2 separate regions of the Triticum aestivum genome follow, and region 2 is linked to region 1. Evidence: chromatin contacts called from public Hi-C data. All regions are on one chromosome and are shown on one strand. Each heading gives the region's core, a stretch centred on a gene start, on an enhancer-like site or on the middle of the called end of the contact. The rest is flanking DNA. Distances are from core to core; before and after follow the strand shown.

Region 1 (4,470 bases), core at 699-3,198:
GGATAGTAACATATCATCACATTTCAAACTGTTAATATTTAAGCATTCAACTCACACAACTATTCACATACTCATAGCATTGTAATTGGTATGAAGTACTAAAACCCGTCATCTGTATATCACTCTAAGCTTTTAAGAACTTCCCATTATGCACAAATCATGATATCATAGGAATTCAAATGACAACCCTGCTAGCGAAGCCATTCAAATACTCATAACACATGATTCGACATGTTGCTATTGACACCATACATCGCGGCAAGCCGCTTCTATTAAGTCCATCTTTAACAACCACCATATGCAACTCATGCCTCCACATCAGCAAAACCCCACCCTCATGCCTTGAGCATTATACTTACAAATCGACCGTTCCCACCACCATGGCTGCTGGTGCTATTGTGCGGAAGGTCTGACCACGCCATCGGCCATGCATGGAACATACACCATGCATGCAAGACATGTCCACACCGGACTAAATTTACGCCGACATGGACACCTCATGACTGCCTTGCACGACCACGTCGCCTGCTCAACGATGAAGATGTATATGTCAGTAAGATGTTCTTGTTGATCGTGTGAGCGAATTTGGCGTGCAGTGGATCGATGAAAGGGGAGGGTGGCATTGGCCATGGCCAATGGCGACGTCGATTTAGATATCACTTGGAGCCAAACGTTCACATCATTATCGTGCTTAAGGTGCGCATGTGATAGGACACCTTTGAGCAGTGGCGGAGCTTGAAAGAAAAAGCTAGGCGGGCTAGACTAAATAAGAACACAACTTTTCTAAAACTCTGAATCATAAGCATTAGTGTATGATACAATGTTACAAGATGGAGCGAGCACATATGTACATTTATCATGCCATTGCTTATCAAATGGAGAATTTGGTGCTGCCCTACTGCTGTGTGCAGTCCCTTCGGATGTATGATGTATCTCAACAAAAATTTGTCCGGCACCAGCGGGCAGGGATGTTGGAGCCTTGGGGTAGAGCAGGCGCAACACACAGAGCAAGGGCTCATGCACCGGTACCGTTGTTGGCAGCAGGACAGACGTTAGATTCGTGAGGTGACCCGCGACTAATGCGATCTGACGACAGATGTGACCCCTCCCTCCCCGCGCCATGGCCGACAACTGCTCTGCGAGATAACCGAAGGCTCGCTCCGGTGGCCGGTGCTCCCTGGTCCGGGGCAGCGATACGGCTACATGCTTCAAGATGGGGAGCGGATGAAGATGTCGTGCAGTTCCCACTCGCTGATGTGGTGCGCAAGTGCGTTGTCTACGAGAGATTCAGAGGATGTGCAAAGCTGGGCTGGGGGTGCTGGGATAGGAAGAATACATAAGTAAAAACATTGGTTAAATTACTGGGCGGGCCATGGCCCAGGTCGGCCCCAACAGAGCTCCGCCCCTGCCTTTGAGTCTGTCAAGCCACACATACAAAAAATATATATTGATAATGAAGAAGGGTCACCTCTTGAAGCAAACTCGAGGAGAAGAACACAAGAAACACACTGCACAATACCCACCATGTGGTTTGTAACTGGTTTTCTAGAGTGAGAAAAAGGGGAAGGAAAGATGAGCGTGACACCATTATTCATTCATTAACTCCTCTTTAATTATAACAAAAATTATTATTTCCAACTATAGTTTATGTTTTATGAAGAAATTAGTCGATACCTTTGGTTGATTTTAAAATACTCCCTCTGTTCTAAATATTTGTTCTTTTAGAGATTTCAAATGGACTACCACATACGGATGTATATACACATATTTTAGAGTGTAGATCCATTCATGTTGCTTCGTATATAGTCGCTTGTTGAAATTTTTAGAAAGACAAATATTTAAAAACGGAGGGAGTAAAAGGTAATATCTACCATTAAATCTGGAGAAAAAGATATGACAGGCAAAGAGAACACGGGGCAGGGAAAATCAAAAATGTTCCCCGGCGACGGGAATCGAAAGTGAGGTAACCTTACCGGCCCCGAAACGCTCGCCCCCACATGCCACCACGGCCCGCACTGCACGCGCCTCCTCCTTCCTCCCCCTCCCAACCCTAGAATCTTCCAGAATCAGCGGGAAGCAGGGAGGGCGAGGCGCGCGCCGCGCTTCCGGAAGCTTCTAGAAGCTCTAGGGGGGAAGGAGCCGAGATGGGGACGTCGGATCTGGACCGGCAGATCGAGCAGCTCAAGCGGTGCGAGCCGCTGGCGGAGGCGGAGGTCAAGGCGCTCTGCCTCAAGGCCATGGAGATCCTCGTCGAGGAGAGTAACGTCCAGCGCGTCGACGCCCCCGTCACGGTACGTGCTTGCGCGCAGCTCCCTCTCCTTTTCGATTGGAAGCGGTTTGGGCGCGATTCAATGGGGGAAATGACGCGCTCTCGAACGAGTCGGGGTCGCTCCCCGAGGTCCCGGTGAAGATTGCGGGTGCTTGGGAGATGTACTGATGTGCGGGAAGGCTTCGATTCCGTTCGTTTGGGCAACCAAATTTCACTGCGTTCTGATTGAGATTTACTAGTGTTTGCATTAGGGCTCTAGGGTTTCGTTGGTGAGGTGATGCCAGATTTCCTGTGTCATTATCTTCTGGAGATGGTCTGGGGAAAATATTTCTCATTCCTGTCATGTCTTTTTCAAGGAAAATGATGTAATGTGTATATTCATTGGTTGTGCTTTTGTCTGGCTGATATATCTACACGTGTTCAAATAATTGTGATTTAAGAAACTAATATTTGCTTCTTGCACTCAGATATGTGGAGACATTCATGGACAGTTCTACGACATGAAAGAACTTTTCAAAGTTGGAGGTGACTGCCCGAAGACAAACTACTTGTTCCTTGGGGATTTTGTTGACCGAGGATTTTATTCTGTTGAAACATTTTTGCTTCTTTTGGCCTTAAAGGTATGCTGTTGATAAGTAATACTAATATGTTTTGTAGGCATATCTATTAATGCTGTATCTTTTAATGTTTATTGATGCCTCTGTTCCAAAAACGGTAACGGCCATTTTCTCGGTCAACTGACCCAGTAGTTACTCTTGACTACACTGCCTTACCAGACTATTTTACTTGTATGGGGAAGGCCATGCTCCTTATATACAGGCTGGTATATGGTATAGTAGACCTGTTTGTACAGCAGTGGTCAAAGCTGGCGCTCAGCTTGCGGCCCTGATGTGCACATGAAAGCCAATAGTGTGAAGCCTGTATGACACTAGACTGCGTAATAACGTGAACTAGTAGTTCAAATGAATGGTGTCTAATTACCTTTTTTTGTTGCTGGAATGGTCACACATGTGTATCTATAACTCTCAGTTTTGCAATAATTCCTAGCTAGAATTGGAAGCTATTTCTAACTTATTTTGATTGTGTCAACTTTGAAACCAAATGTAGCCTTTTATGAACATGGTCCTGGTAAGACAAAATCAATACTACCTGCTGCCCGTAAAATGCTCATAAGGAATCTGGCATCCAAGTTGTAGTCCAGGGAGAAGAAGAATAGGGTGATTGCAGAGACAGTAAGGAATTAAAGTGAACTGCTTAGTAGACAATTGAGGAGAATTAGGAAGTTGATTTTGAAGCTAGTTTGGAAGTATTATAATTGGAGTCCAGAAAGGACACAACACATCCTCCATTTAAGGATGTACTGTATCTATGACTTCTCTCTTATTTAGCACAGAAGATTAATGATTTAGTTTTTCTTATAAAAGTTCTTGCCTAGCTATCCCTCTCCTTAAGGTCTCATTCAATCCATGCCTTCTGGCCGCCCTCTAGGTTCATATCATAGCCATTAACGCTCCAGTCATTATAGTGACAGAAATGATTGAATGGACTAGAACTATAACAAGTCTTTTAGAAGGAGGTGCTTTCTTCCCACGCCTCTCATGAAAAGGTGCAATGTGGGAAGTATAGCAAGAAACAGGGTTCTGCATGTCGACAGAAATGTAATCTGGTCTGGTATGCTCACACTTAAAAAAAAGTGCTAGGCGTTAATTGTGCGTTTTGCCACCGCCTTGTGCTTTTCTTAGCAAAGCGCACACTTAAGCGCAATTAAGCGCTAGGCGTTTTGCTATCGCCTAGAGCCTATACGTGCCTTTTTTAACTATGGGTATGCTACATCTCTAAGTTATCAGCCAAATGACCCTGGAGATTGTTAGGTATATACACATACTCTTGTCATGTAATGATGATGTATAGCTTCAGAGAGTAAGGGTGTGTTTGGTCTGAGCCCAATGTCGCCCTACCAAAAATTTGGCAAGTCAAAAGTTTGGTCAAGGTTTTGCTTGCCCCTGAGTCTAGCAAACATTGGCTCATAAATGAAGTAGAGTTGGTAAAGGGTCATTAGCTTGCCAAAAAATTGGCAACTTTCCAAACAAAGAGCAAACTTTTGGTCATAGCCAAAAATTTGGCAAGGTATATTACCAAACATAATCTAAATTATGATGCCTAACATACTTCAGAGAGTAACTGTTGTTTGGCTGCTAAGT
Region 2 (4,651 bases), core at 43-2,542, 230 kb after region 1:
AGAAAAAAGGATTTTGATCATTCATAATGAGATGGGGAGGAGAAACCAGGCTGCAGTGAAGGTCACAGAGTGAGCAGCCTGAAAGATGCTCTACCAAGATATAAGACCGCAGTATACATAGCGACATGCTGAGAGATCTCTGGCAGATGCTTGAGAGCAGAGCAGGTTAAATTTGTTTGTGGTGGCTGCTGCATGTTTACATCAGCCTAGTTTCTTATTCCCATCTTGCAACAAGTAGTCGATAGCATAAACATATACAACCCAATAACCCAAGATATGATGGATTCATTCTTTGGCTTTGTTTCAGACTATCTAGCATGTGCAAAATTTACTGGCGTGCAATCATTATTTCATCCTGTTAGACATGATAATCCGTTTATTACCTTTGGTGAATTATGGACTCAAATTAGTTGTAGGCCATATTAATTTCTAACAATGCACAAACCAGAGTTAATTGACACAATATTCAGATCATGTTCTGACAAGGAAGCACATCATACTACTGCAGACATAAGTACAAGTACATGATAACTGGGATTCTGGAATCTATATATTTCCCAAAAAAAATGCGCATTCTAATAGTAGAAGTTAGGTCCCTTGCAGGAAAATCCCCAACTCTATATTCAAATAACAATTCTGACAACATCCAAGGGTTTTATGGTCCAACACTCGGAAACATAACTCATAGACTATCATATCCAAAATCCCAACACTCCGCCAAAACCTAGACTTAGCATGATCTTATGACGAATCCAAAACCCAACCTCGCTTTGGAGCAAAACCCACACCTCCGCCAACCATCACTAGGAATAAATCCCTGAATTCCCCCCGACCAGAAACCACGGACGAAGAATAATCTGCAGCCGGAAACACCGAGCCTGGATGCCTATCCTCCGCATCCTAAAAATTCCAGAAATCCCCTACGAGATGCGACCCAACACACTAGAAGAACATCGAAGCTCAAACCGGCCGTAGAAACGGCCGAGAAAATCTCACCCTGGCGGGGCCGAAGGAAGAGGCGAGCGGGCGAGCGGCCACCGCCGCCACGCCGCCGAGCGGCCGCCTAGTAGCGGACGCCACCACCGCGGCGGCGCATTGCCTCGTGGCCCGCGCGAGGAGGCGCGCGGCTACCATCTCTGCGCTGCGCTAGAACCGGGAGCGGCGAGGGGTTTCCGACGGATTCGCGAGGCGGGCGCCGAGGAGGGGGCAGGGGGGAGGAGAGAGCCAGAGAGGGATCGAAACGTCTGGAAGGGAATTGCGGCCAGCGGGGAAGGGAAGAGCGCCTAGGGATCGAAGCGAATGACCGCTATACCCTGTGAATACATCCCGAGACAGGGGTGGGGTGGCAGGGGTATTTGTGTCTTTTGAGGAGACGTTCGTGGGATCAACTTGTCGTCCAAGAAGGGTTTAAGGGTTTGAGCGGTTGGGTTATCTGAGCCGCTGACATTCTTGAGAACAAACAGAAGGGTTCCAGCTGACGTCGTATCTTTTCAATCTATATTGACTATTTTTCTTGATTTTATTTATATCAGCTATTTTTCTTTTCGTTTATTAGCACTTTACTTTGAGGAAGTGTTTGGTTCTTTTGTTTGCATGGGAGGAAGTGTTTGGTTCGCCCACCTTTTTTAACACGCAACACCCGTACATACGCATATATATTCATCCATATGAATGTGCGCACACCTCTATAAACACATTTGATAGACTGAGCTGGCACATCATCTTGACATTGACGATGTCGCCACGGACGGCGACATAATCGACGAGAACATCTCCTCTCACTAAATGTGCATCATCAAAAGGCCTGAAATAAATTCAAAAATAATGCGACCGCCAATTTCAAATTTAGGACTTGAACCTCGGTGCGTTGGTTCCACCACATGGAACCTAACTATCTGAGTTATACTTAGTTCGTGGCTCGTGCATCATTAACGTAGATGGTAACAATATGAGAATGCACCGCATTGCACCGTTAACGTAGATGATAACGGTATGAGAATACACAACATTGCAACTGTAGTGAGACTATTGCCCGTTTTGTTTGGTTATCTCCGGTAATGGTAACGTAAACAAGGCAACCAATCCAAAGATATTAGAAAACATACTACAACTAGGGGTGGCGTTGCATGATTCTCCTGATACGAATTCGTCGATCATGGATACCAAAGAGCCGAGAGAAGGTCTAACGATTGAAGGGGTCATTGACGGGAGCAACGTGTGGAGCAAGTAGAACTGTTGATAGCCAGTCGTTGTCGGATGCCACGAGGAAGATGTTGCAACACGAAATCTGGTGATGGCCCGCCGTCAGCATCTGTTGATGCTCGACGGATGAATGTTGTGTCCGGTCAACATAGCTACGAAGGAGATGAGGGGGGACGAAAGCGAGAAGAAGCTCGGGACGGAATCATTTAACGGCCATGGGTGGGTGTAACTGGTTTTGTAAAGCCCTATTATTTGATTCTTGGTACTTAATTTTGTCACATCTCAACCAAACACGAGTAGCGGGATCAGGTACCGTTGTAATCAGATACCAAAAAATCATGAAACAAATCCGCCCCGAATCATCAGCGGTGTGTTGATTGTAGCGCAGAAATCAGTTGCTCCCTGGTGATCTGATCCGATTTAATATCGTAATCCCGAGTATGTCAATCCTTGGAGAAAAAATTCTAGCATGTAACATTTTGTCATTTGTCTTAACAAAATCATCAAATGTATGCAACATGGAAGGCGATGCTTGTAGCACCACACAAAAACTTGCAGCATGATCACAACATTTGGTTCGAAGCCTAAATCGATAAGGTAGGATAGCGTCACCTATACGGCTATACATATAATAATTGCATTAGGTGTGTTGACAAGAAAGTATGTATCTTGATTGCAAGGTTGTTTGAGAGAGAATATTTTCAACCGACGGATTGGTACGAGGGAAAATGTTGATGTCCTACAATCTTATGTGCTTGAAAGACAAACAAAGTCTACAAGAATAAAAATGTGTGATAGAAATCAGGCGGGTCTAGATCACAAGTGATAGCCATGAGTAATGACCGCTAGCCTGGGTGAGAGGCCGGTGTGTCATAAAATGGTATCAAAGCCAACCCTCACAGTTACATGGACATGTGCAGGTAGGGTATGTACATGTGGCGCATGGCACGTGTGGCCCATCGAGGCGCACCGCATGGCACATGTGTCGGCACTGGATACATGGACGTGTGCTAAGAGAGAACGCTTCTTTTGGGCCGCCGAGGGTGTCAGATCCTTTGAAGGGGGTTTCTAGTTAAATAGGGTTGATTAGTTTTTATTGATATAGACTACTCATATCAATAAGGTGTATTTTTTTCGGAAGATCATCTCTAAAAAACCTCTAGGTTAAGCTACTTAATAGTCTTACAATTTAGACGCTCGTATTGATCTTCGTGCTTCAAGATTCAACTTCTGGCCGGAACACTTGCATTTCATTGATATTCATATCTAAAGGAAAGATAATAATCGATTGGATTGCCGAGTTTGGTCACTGTATTTGTATGAAGCCGGTGTGTTTTTCCTATCCAGCTAAAGCAGAACAACAATCGTTTTGGCATGAAATCAACTGATCACAAACTACATGTGACACCAGCATGCAGAATTCAGCTGTCTACCTTTCAGTCAGCTTATGCTGCTTCGATTTTTTGCCTGGTAACCTAACCTTTTGTGTGACACTAACTCGTTCTTTTCTGCCCTCAGCTGCAGCCGCTATATATGCAGTAGTAGGGGTATGTGCCCTTGAGACGAAGATCGCTGTGCTCGCAACAATCAAGGTGCGACAATGGGGAAACAACGCTCATCGCCATCGATGAGGAAGAAAGTTCAGAGGAAGCATCTTATGGAGCTGCTGCGTATCACCGCAAGGCCTCCGCAAGAACGCTGGAGCATCAGGGAAAGCGTGAACTTCAAGATTGCCCTAGGAAGGTATACCGAATACGATACAGATACTCAAATGCTCGTTCATAGAGATGCAGATTGCACCTTCACTTTTGTGGAGGAACAAGATTGTGCAGTGAACCTTTTGTAACTTGATACATTTTCTGTGCTTCGAGTGCCCAAACAGAGCTAACACAACGTCCATGGGTTTTTGGTGGCAATTACATCGTACAGGTTTGGTGAGGACTGGCCAAGAGTTGCACAGTTCGTCAGCACAAAGACTACCCACCAGGCATGTACTTCCACCCACCTTCAGTACTTCATAGTCTTAACAAAACATCAACTTATAGAGCAAATTTGCCCTTGCAACTTGAAACAGAGTTCAGTCATATGAACGCATGTAACGTGACTCCTCTGTTTTCTCAGATCAGTGTCTATGCTGAAGAATATTATTATCTTAAACATCCACGGACACAATCCAGGTGAAATAGAAGGGGGGGAAACCTTTTCATGAAGAACAGCTTCAGGCTTGTAACCTTTTTATGCGTATGAAATTTTGGAACAAAAGCAGATACAATCACTTTAATGACAGATCAAGCAACATTGTTCTACACCTATTCCATTTCCATCTTCTACTTCTACCTAACCTAGTGCCATTGCCCATGGGCATAGATTCTCAGTATATACACGCGTGCACATCGGTTAATACAATGCACCAGAGTGTCAAAAGATTATACAGAACGTTAATTTAGCA

What was found. Hi-C and Micro-C count contacts between places; a contact is called where the count stands out from the background.
Region 2: a contact with region 1 is called in a Hi-C map of leaf, with 5 times the contacts expected there. The contact joins the promoter of LOC123111628 here to the promoter of LOC123111626 in region 1. A contact is called at or near these places in 2 of 5 Hi-C or Micro-C datasets (both in leaf).

The regions. Positions count from the first base shown.
Region 1 is chr5B:321,226,071-321,230,540 of IWGSC CS RefSeq v2.1, forward strand. It overlaps LOC123111626 (serine/threonine-protein phosphatase PP-X isozyme 2), which reads left to right and starts at 1,949. Exons shown (of 8, transcript XM_044532451.1): 1 at 1,949-2,291; 2 at 2,737-2,889. The coding sequence starts at 2,145.
Region 2 is chr5B:321,453,494-321,458,144 of IWGSC CS RefSeq v2.1, forward strand. It overlaps LOC123111628 (grpE protein homolog 2, mitochondrial), which reads right to left and starts at 1,293. Exons shown (of 6, transcript XM_044532455.1): 1 at 997-1,293. The coding sequence starts at 1,134. LOC123111629 reads right to left here. Exons shown (of 12, transcript XM_044532456.1): 12 at 4,409-4,651.